Regions from separate parts of the Mus musculus genome. Here region 2 is linked to region 1. Evidence: chromatin contacts called from public promoter capture Hi-C data. All regions are on one chromosome and are shown on one strand. Each heading gives the region's core, a stretch centred on a gene start, on an enhancer-like site or on the middle of the called end of the contact. The rest is flanking DNA. Distances are from core to core; before and after follow the strand shown.

Region 1 (3,438 bases), core at 419-2,918:
CAACCACATGGTGGCTCACAACCATTTGTAATTGAATCTGGTTCCTTCTTCTGGTGTGTCTAAGACAGCTACAGTGTACTCATATACATAAAATAAATAAATAAATCTTTTAAAAAATAAAGATTTCATAGCATATTGATCTTTTATAAAGTTTTTATGAACTTTTAAATTTTCCTGTGGTTCTCTTGAGTTTTACATTTACATAGAATGCTTGAATATAGGACAGGGCTGTGGCTCAACTGGCAATCCACTAGCCTACCTTGCACAAAATGCTGACTTCAATCAACAACTGAATAAAGTTAGACATGGGGAGGTTTCAGTAGGAGGATCAGAGGAAGTTCAAGGTTGCCAGGAATGATGATATTTAAGTCTTTAATGCCAGCACTCGAGAGGGGAGCCTTGAGCTCCAGACTAGCAAGAACAACAAATGAGACCTGGGGGCGTGGGGAGGGGGGAGTAAGTGACAGACACAGCACATGATAGGGCTAGAGATTCCAGTCTGAGACTCACATACACTCTCTGCTAAGTGAATTAATTTTTAAAGATTTATTTAATGTATGTGAGTGCTCTGACTGCATGTACACCTACATGCCAGAAGAGGGCATCAGATCCCATTACAGATGGTGGTGAGCCACCATGTGGTTGCTGGGAATTGAACTCAGGACCTCTGGAAGAGCAGTCAGTGCTCTTAACTGCTGAGTCATCTCTCCTGCCCCACTAAGTGATTTTTTTTTTATGGGCTGGAACTCCCACTTGATATTTCGTTTTAAAAGAAGACAGAGCTTCAGGTGTCTTCCTTGACCATGAAGAGGCGGTGCCATTTGAACCAACCTCTATCTGCTCCTCTATCTGCTCCACTCTCTCTCTCTCTCCAGTCAATTTCAAACTCTTACCACCGCCTCATGAACTTTTTCTTTTCTTTGAGAAAGGCTCTCTCTCATGGATCCTAGACTGGCTCAAAGTTACAATGTAGCCAAGGACGACCTGGTACCATTGATCCTTCTGCCTCCACCCCCCACTGTGGAACTACCTGCAAGCGCTGCCAGGAGAAGGTTAAGCAATACTAGGGGGTCAAACAGTGGCTTTGTGCATGGGGAGTAAACAGTGTACCAATGGAGCTACGTCCCCACTTGATCCCTAAGAAGTTCTTCATGTGCAAGTCCAGGCCTTGTCCGGGAAAAGCATACTAACTGTTCTCCTGGCCTTTATATGCCCATGCCCCATTTCTAACCTGGTTATGATTCTCCCCTATAACTCCTTTCCTCTGGGCCTGTTTTCACCACCTGCCCTGTCAAAATTCTCCATGTCTCACTCACATGCCCCACAATGTCCCCTCAGAGCCCACCTTTGTCAGCATCCTCACTTTTTAAAATCCAAGGGAGGGTGATTCTCCCAAGGCTTGGGCGGCAGAAAGTAGGTCTCCCAGTTAATAAGACATTCTCCTCCTGCCCTATTCTCTTCCCTCCCATGAGGCAAGCTGTGTATGAGACAGAGCAGAGGCCAGGGGAGAGGAGGACACAATTACAGGTAGTGTGTTCACTACAGACCTCACCTAGAAGGTGAAGAGCAGGTGTGGCTGTGTTGACACACCATTCACCAGGGAGCCATGACAGCCACTCCTTCTTAAAGACTCGGCCCTACTTTGACCATAGACCCTGCTCTTTGACCTACTTTCACTTTCTCTTTCCGTAAACTAGGCTTTTGAGTGCTCAGTTCTCAAAGACAACAACAGGAAAGGTGAGACTCTCAGGAAATCGGTGAAACAAGGGATGTCAGAACAGAGGAAGTTGCACTTAGTGGTGACTGTTTAGAAAATAAACAGTGTGAACTACAGATCACAGACAGTCCACTGGGACTACATGGAGATCAGCGCACCTCTACATAACCAACATTCAAGTCCCTCTGCGCACCCTACCACTGAGCCACAAACCAAGGATCCCCTGGGCAGATTTGTAAAACCGAGGCAAAGTCTTCCTTCCCATGGAAAATGCAAAGAATCATGGGCTTAGTCCCACGGCTCTCGCGCAACATACGTGTCTGACATGTGCTTGAAGATTCTTCACCCCGAAGGACCGAATCACAAACCACAGCTTAATGGAGCGAAAGCGCCGGCTCAAGGGGATCTGCCAATGCTAGAAACAAATAACACAGAGCTCATGGTTAGAAGCAACGTGCCCACTCCCTCGGGCACTCCTAGCATTCTGTGTTGCCTGCAGAGCACTCCTGGGATTTCCCTGGTGTCACCATGACTCCCAAAGCTGTTGCTAAGGAGCAAACCAAGACAAGCTTATCTGGGTAACACTAACAGTTCCAAGCCTGTGACCTGGAACCGAGCGTGACCTCTCGAAAACTGCTGTTTTAAGTATTTCATCCCAGCCTAGAAACTCCTAGAAGTTCCTTGAGTAGCAGAAATTAAAGTTCTATGTCTGTTCTTCTCAACATTAGTGTAGCTTTAGGATGGTGATTAAGAGCTTAAACCCTGGGGCCCCACAGACCTGGGTTTCCCTTTAGCTCTGCCCTGGCTCCTTACCCTGTGTGACTTTCACAGGGCCACCTCACGGGCACATCAATGGCATAGGACAAAAGGTGCTTTCCAGGAAAGTGGCTTGAGGACAGTGCAAAACCTCAGAGAAAGTTGTCCAGGCAGTGTAGGCTGTTTAGATGATAAACAGGTGAGCTAGGAATCACATGTGTGTGTCTGTCTGGCACCAAGATGGTCAGTCCTTACTTAATCTTGCTGCCACCTACTGGCTTTGGCTTTCACCTGTGAGATTCCTGTGGCCTCAGATGCTCCATCCAAGCTTTCCGACTGCACAGGAACCCCTGCCTCAGTCTGAACTGATCCCTGTCCTGGTACCAAATTCAACAGAGCTTAAAGTTCAAAGCTGCAGTTACCATAGATTCTGAAAATTCCCAATCCTAGTGCTCAGGTCTGAAAACAGAGCAAACGGTTTGCGGGACACTTGCAGTTGTTCTAACAAGCAATGTGACTTCTCCTAAGCTTTCCCCTCAAATGTCAGAAAACCTCTGCCACAATTTCTGCTCTCTAAAAATATCCATCTCGTTGACCATTCCTCTGCCTCTCTCCATGGAGTTGCCAAAACTTTACTGATGTCCCCATCTTTATGCTTCATTGTAGTCTCCCAGAGTAGACACGGCTGGCTTATTACTCCAGTATCAAGGACAGTATGTTTCCTTGCACTAAACTCTCAGGCATGATGGTGCATGCCTTTAATCCCAGCACTGGAGAGGCAGAAGCAGGCAGACCTGCTGAGTTCAAGGACAGCCTGGTCTATATGTGTAGTGGAGTTCCAACCAGGAGGGGGAGGGTGGAGGGGAGAGAGAGAGAGAGAGAGAGACTTTTGTCAGCCAGAAGAGGGCATCAAAACCTTAGGAAAGGACAGAACCTCTGCCGCAGCCTGCTTAGAGTCCCCTATA
Region 2 (3,438 bases), core at 386-2,885, 320 kb after region 1:
TGAAGACAATGATAAGGATTTTGATTTTCTTTTTTTTGTTTTTGTTTTTGTTTTTGAAACAGGGTTTCTCTATAGCCCTGGCTATCCTGGAACTCACTCTGTAAACTAAACTTGCCCTGAACTCTGCCTCCCAAGTGCTGGGATTCGAGGCAAGTTTAAGATCAACAGTGTTTTCCTTTTATTAACTGCCTCTGGAGTATTCTACAGGGCTGTTTTGTTTTGCACCAAATAAATTACCACTAGCTTGGACAGCTTTGGTTTTGCCTCAGGATCTCACTACGTACCCCTCGCTGGCTGCCTAGAACTCCATTTGTAAACTGGCTGAAAACTGTGGCAATCCTCCTGCCTCTGCCCCTGAATACTACTACAGTTAAAGGCCTGCTCTGTCTGCCTGGCTTGAGAACACGCTTTTTTAAAACCCCCAGCTTCCGTTACAGCTCACACTTGCTGGCTTCATGCTTTTCCCGTTTTCCTTTTGTACCACTGCTGCTCAGTGATGGCTCTGAGTGAAAGAGCTCGCCTTAAGACATGGGCAAGTGCTTGCGAAACAGTCTGGTATGAATACTTTGGGATAGTTTCAAATCTTTATTTCCTAGTTGCAATTTTAGCTCCTCCACAGGTTATATGTTTGTCTTTATGGCTGGCAGCAACTGTCTGCTTTTGCAGTATTTTAATAGATGATATATTGTCTAAAGAAAGGATAAAAGCCCACTGGAGGGGGCTAAGGATGTGGTTTTGTGGTAGTGCTTGGCTAAAATACAAAGGTCCTGGGTTCTACCCTGAGTATAGCACTAACGATAACAAAAGCTAATGGGAAGAAAAACAGTCACCATCAAATATGAAATAGCTAAGAGACACAAAGAATAAAGGGCCGATGTAAAGTTATAAGACAAGGTGCAAAATAAAATGGTAGAGAAAACGGGAGAACTAGACAATAATGAAAAATATGTTCCTGATATGAAAAAGGCCAAGACGGAAAACTGAACAAATAATGAAAGGCAACTGGCTGGCTTGCTCACTCGCTGGCCCACTTACTTGCTCACTTGGCACCTTTCCTCACTTTGTTAGAGGAAAAATGGTGGTAAAATGGGGAATGCATGACTTAGGAGCTTCCAGCCACACAACCAAAGGCAGACAGAATGGACAGAACTGACAGTGAGAATGAGAAGCCCTGGACTAAGCATTTACTGAGGTTAGCCTCACCCTAGCTTCAAGGAGCGGCCTGGATACAGGAGACCTTGTTGGTATAGAAAGATCAAGTTGGGCCTGGCAGTGGTGGTACACCCCTTTAATTCCAGCACTCAGGGGGCAGAGACAGGTGGATCTGTGTGAGTTCAAAGCCAGCTTGGTCTACAGAGTGAGTTCCAGGACAGCCAGGACTGTACAGAGAAAACTCATTTCAAAAAAAAATAATAGTAATAATAGTTTGGTTTTTAAAAAAAAAACAAAAACAAAACAAAACAAAACAACAACAAAAAACAAAGATCAAGTTGAGTTCTTCAGCCAAAGGAATTCTAATGATGTCAAAAGCTGGCATTGCTTCTCGAAGTAGACTGGGACCTAAAGCCCAGGAGGGGCTGCCAGGGTACACAGTACATTCCAGGCCTGCAGAGCTGGCATGCTGATGTTTGCTCTTCTCAGATTAGTTCTCAGAAATGAAGGTATCAATGACACATTCCCCTCCCTCTCTAAACTGTCCACAGTAGACACTGGCTGTAAGAAAGTTTTACTTTTAAAAGGAAAGAAAAATTACAGACATTCTCCCTTTATACTAATCAGAAGTTCCTTATGTCCTCTAAGAAGCAACTGAAAGCTTGTATATTAATATACCCTCTACTGAAAGACCAATTTCAAAGGTAATTTCCTGAAGGAAATTAAAGTTCACTCTGAAATACAAATCTGCAAAATCAACAGTCTATGAAGAGAGTTAGGGTTCCCTTCTTGAGGCTGGCAAGATGGCTCAGCATTAAGAGCACCACTGCTCTGGCAGGGGACCTGGATTCCAATACCCATGATGGGTGGCATCTGAAGGCCTGGAACAACAGTGCCAGGGGAAAGAATGCTCTCTGTGGGCCTCTGTGAGCACCAGGCATGCACGAGGTGAACATGCACACATGCAGGTATTCACTTATACACATGTAAGGAAAGTAAATATTTAAGAAAATATGTCAGGAGCTGCATGTGCAGGGAATGGTGACATACGGCTTTAATCTAGAGGCAGGCGGATCTCTGGGAGTTCAAGGCCAGCCAGCTATACATAGAGAGTTCTCTTCCTGCCAGGGCTATGCTGAGGAGACCCTGTCTCAAGGCAAACAAACAGATTTAAGAAAAAGAGTTCCATCGTTTTGAAGGCTTCGTCGTAAATTTTAAATGGTCATACCTTTGTGATGAAAGGTGTGATGAAGACAAAGAACACATCGTAGATGAGAAGAAGGCCTAGCAGTATCACGCATGACTGTCAGAGAAAAAGGAATTTAAAAGGTCAAACTTCCCACATCTAAACTAGTGCAATAACTGACTTTGCAAATACAAGTGAACATGGAAATGTATATTTGAATGTTATTTTAAAAGGTGTTTCGTGGTTATCACTATGTGTAATTTTATTGCATATGCCATTTAAAAAAATCTTTACTTCCTGCATCCCATTTGCTTAGGATCATCTCTGATTCAAAGAATGTTCTTCCCCAATATTTCATCTCACAAGGTTTTAAGGAATGAGCATGACTGACAGAAACGCTCAGCTGGCCTGGCCTGGGTTAGAACTGAGTGCAAACAAGCAGAACAAGCTTTCTGCAGCCTGCAGAATGGCCTGTAGCTCAAGCTGATGGAAGTTACAAAAGTCATCCGTATATCTGCAACATTTCAAGAGTGTCAATGAAATGAGCTTGTCTTACTATATGCAAATTATACCTCAATCGTATTGTTTTAAAAAGAAAAAAATTACAGCTCTATAAAATAATATATTTTACCATGAAATTGGGTAACTTCATTGTTTTAATTAAGTTGAGACAGAAAGCAATTCCTAAGATATCCTGTAAAATCCAAGCCCACCTAAAAAGAGAGAGAGAGAGAGATCAACCTATTATTTCATTCCATTATCTTCAGATGAAAGTTAAATAAATAGGTCATTATGGTTATGTCATTATGGTTATGGCTATGAATTATCTCCTCATATCCTCTCTGCTCGGCCAGTTACTGTCCCTCAGAGGACTGTCAGATACAAGCACACATTCACCTCAATCTTTGCAGTTTTACATGTCTCCCTCTACACGGACAGCTGCCAATAACATCCTCGTGTTCATATCTAGTCAGGTCGAACACAAGCAAAAACTACACAATTTAATTATTAGAAACTAACATGCAGAACTAGCAACCAATGATAAACCTAATAACTTTGGTAATTATAATAAGATTTCTAGGTAAACGACTTTACTAATA

Evidence for each region. Capture Hi-C pulls out chosen DNA fragments and counts their contacts.
Region 2: a promoter capture Hi-C map of liver shows a contact between it and region 1. The contact joins two enhancer-like sites. A contact is called at or near these places in 1 of 484 Hi-C or Micro-C datasets (regulatory T cells), 1 of 115 datasets of contacts at active chromatin or transcription factors (memory CD8 T cells) and 3 of 9 other capture datasets (adipose tissue, liver and pancreatic islet).

What each region holds. Positions count from the first base shown.
Region 1 is chr2:126,595,838-126,599,275 of GRCm38.p6, forward strand. Hdc (histidine decarboxylase) reads right to left here. Exons shown (of 12, transcript NM_008230.6): 10 at 2,034-2,132. Among named protein-coding and RNA genes, the nearest start is that of Hdc, 21 kb to the right of the region's middle. Within about 2 kb of position 1,669, at least 88 of the 459 cell types and tissues checked have an H3K27ac peak or open chromatin away from gene starts, as enhancers often do. A contact at or near this core is called in liver, where this site is marked.
Region 2 is chr2:126,914,831-126,918,268 of GRCm38.p6, forward strand. Sppl2a (signal peptide peptidase like 2A) reads right to left here. Exons shown (of 15, transcript NM_023220.2): 9 at 2,970-3,051; 10 at 2,381-2,455. Among named protein-coding and RNA genes, the nearest start is that of Mir3473g, 14 kb to the left of the region's middle. Within about 2 kb of position 1,636, at least 7 of the 459 cell types and tissues checked have an H3K27ac peak or open chromatin away from gene starts, as enhancers often do. A contact at or near this core is called in liver, where this site is marked.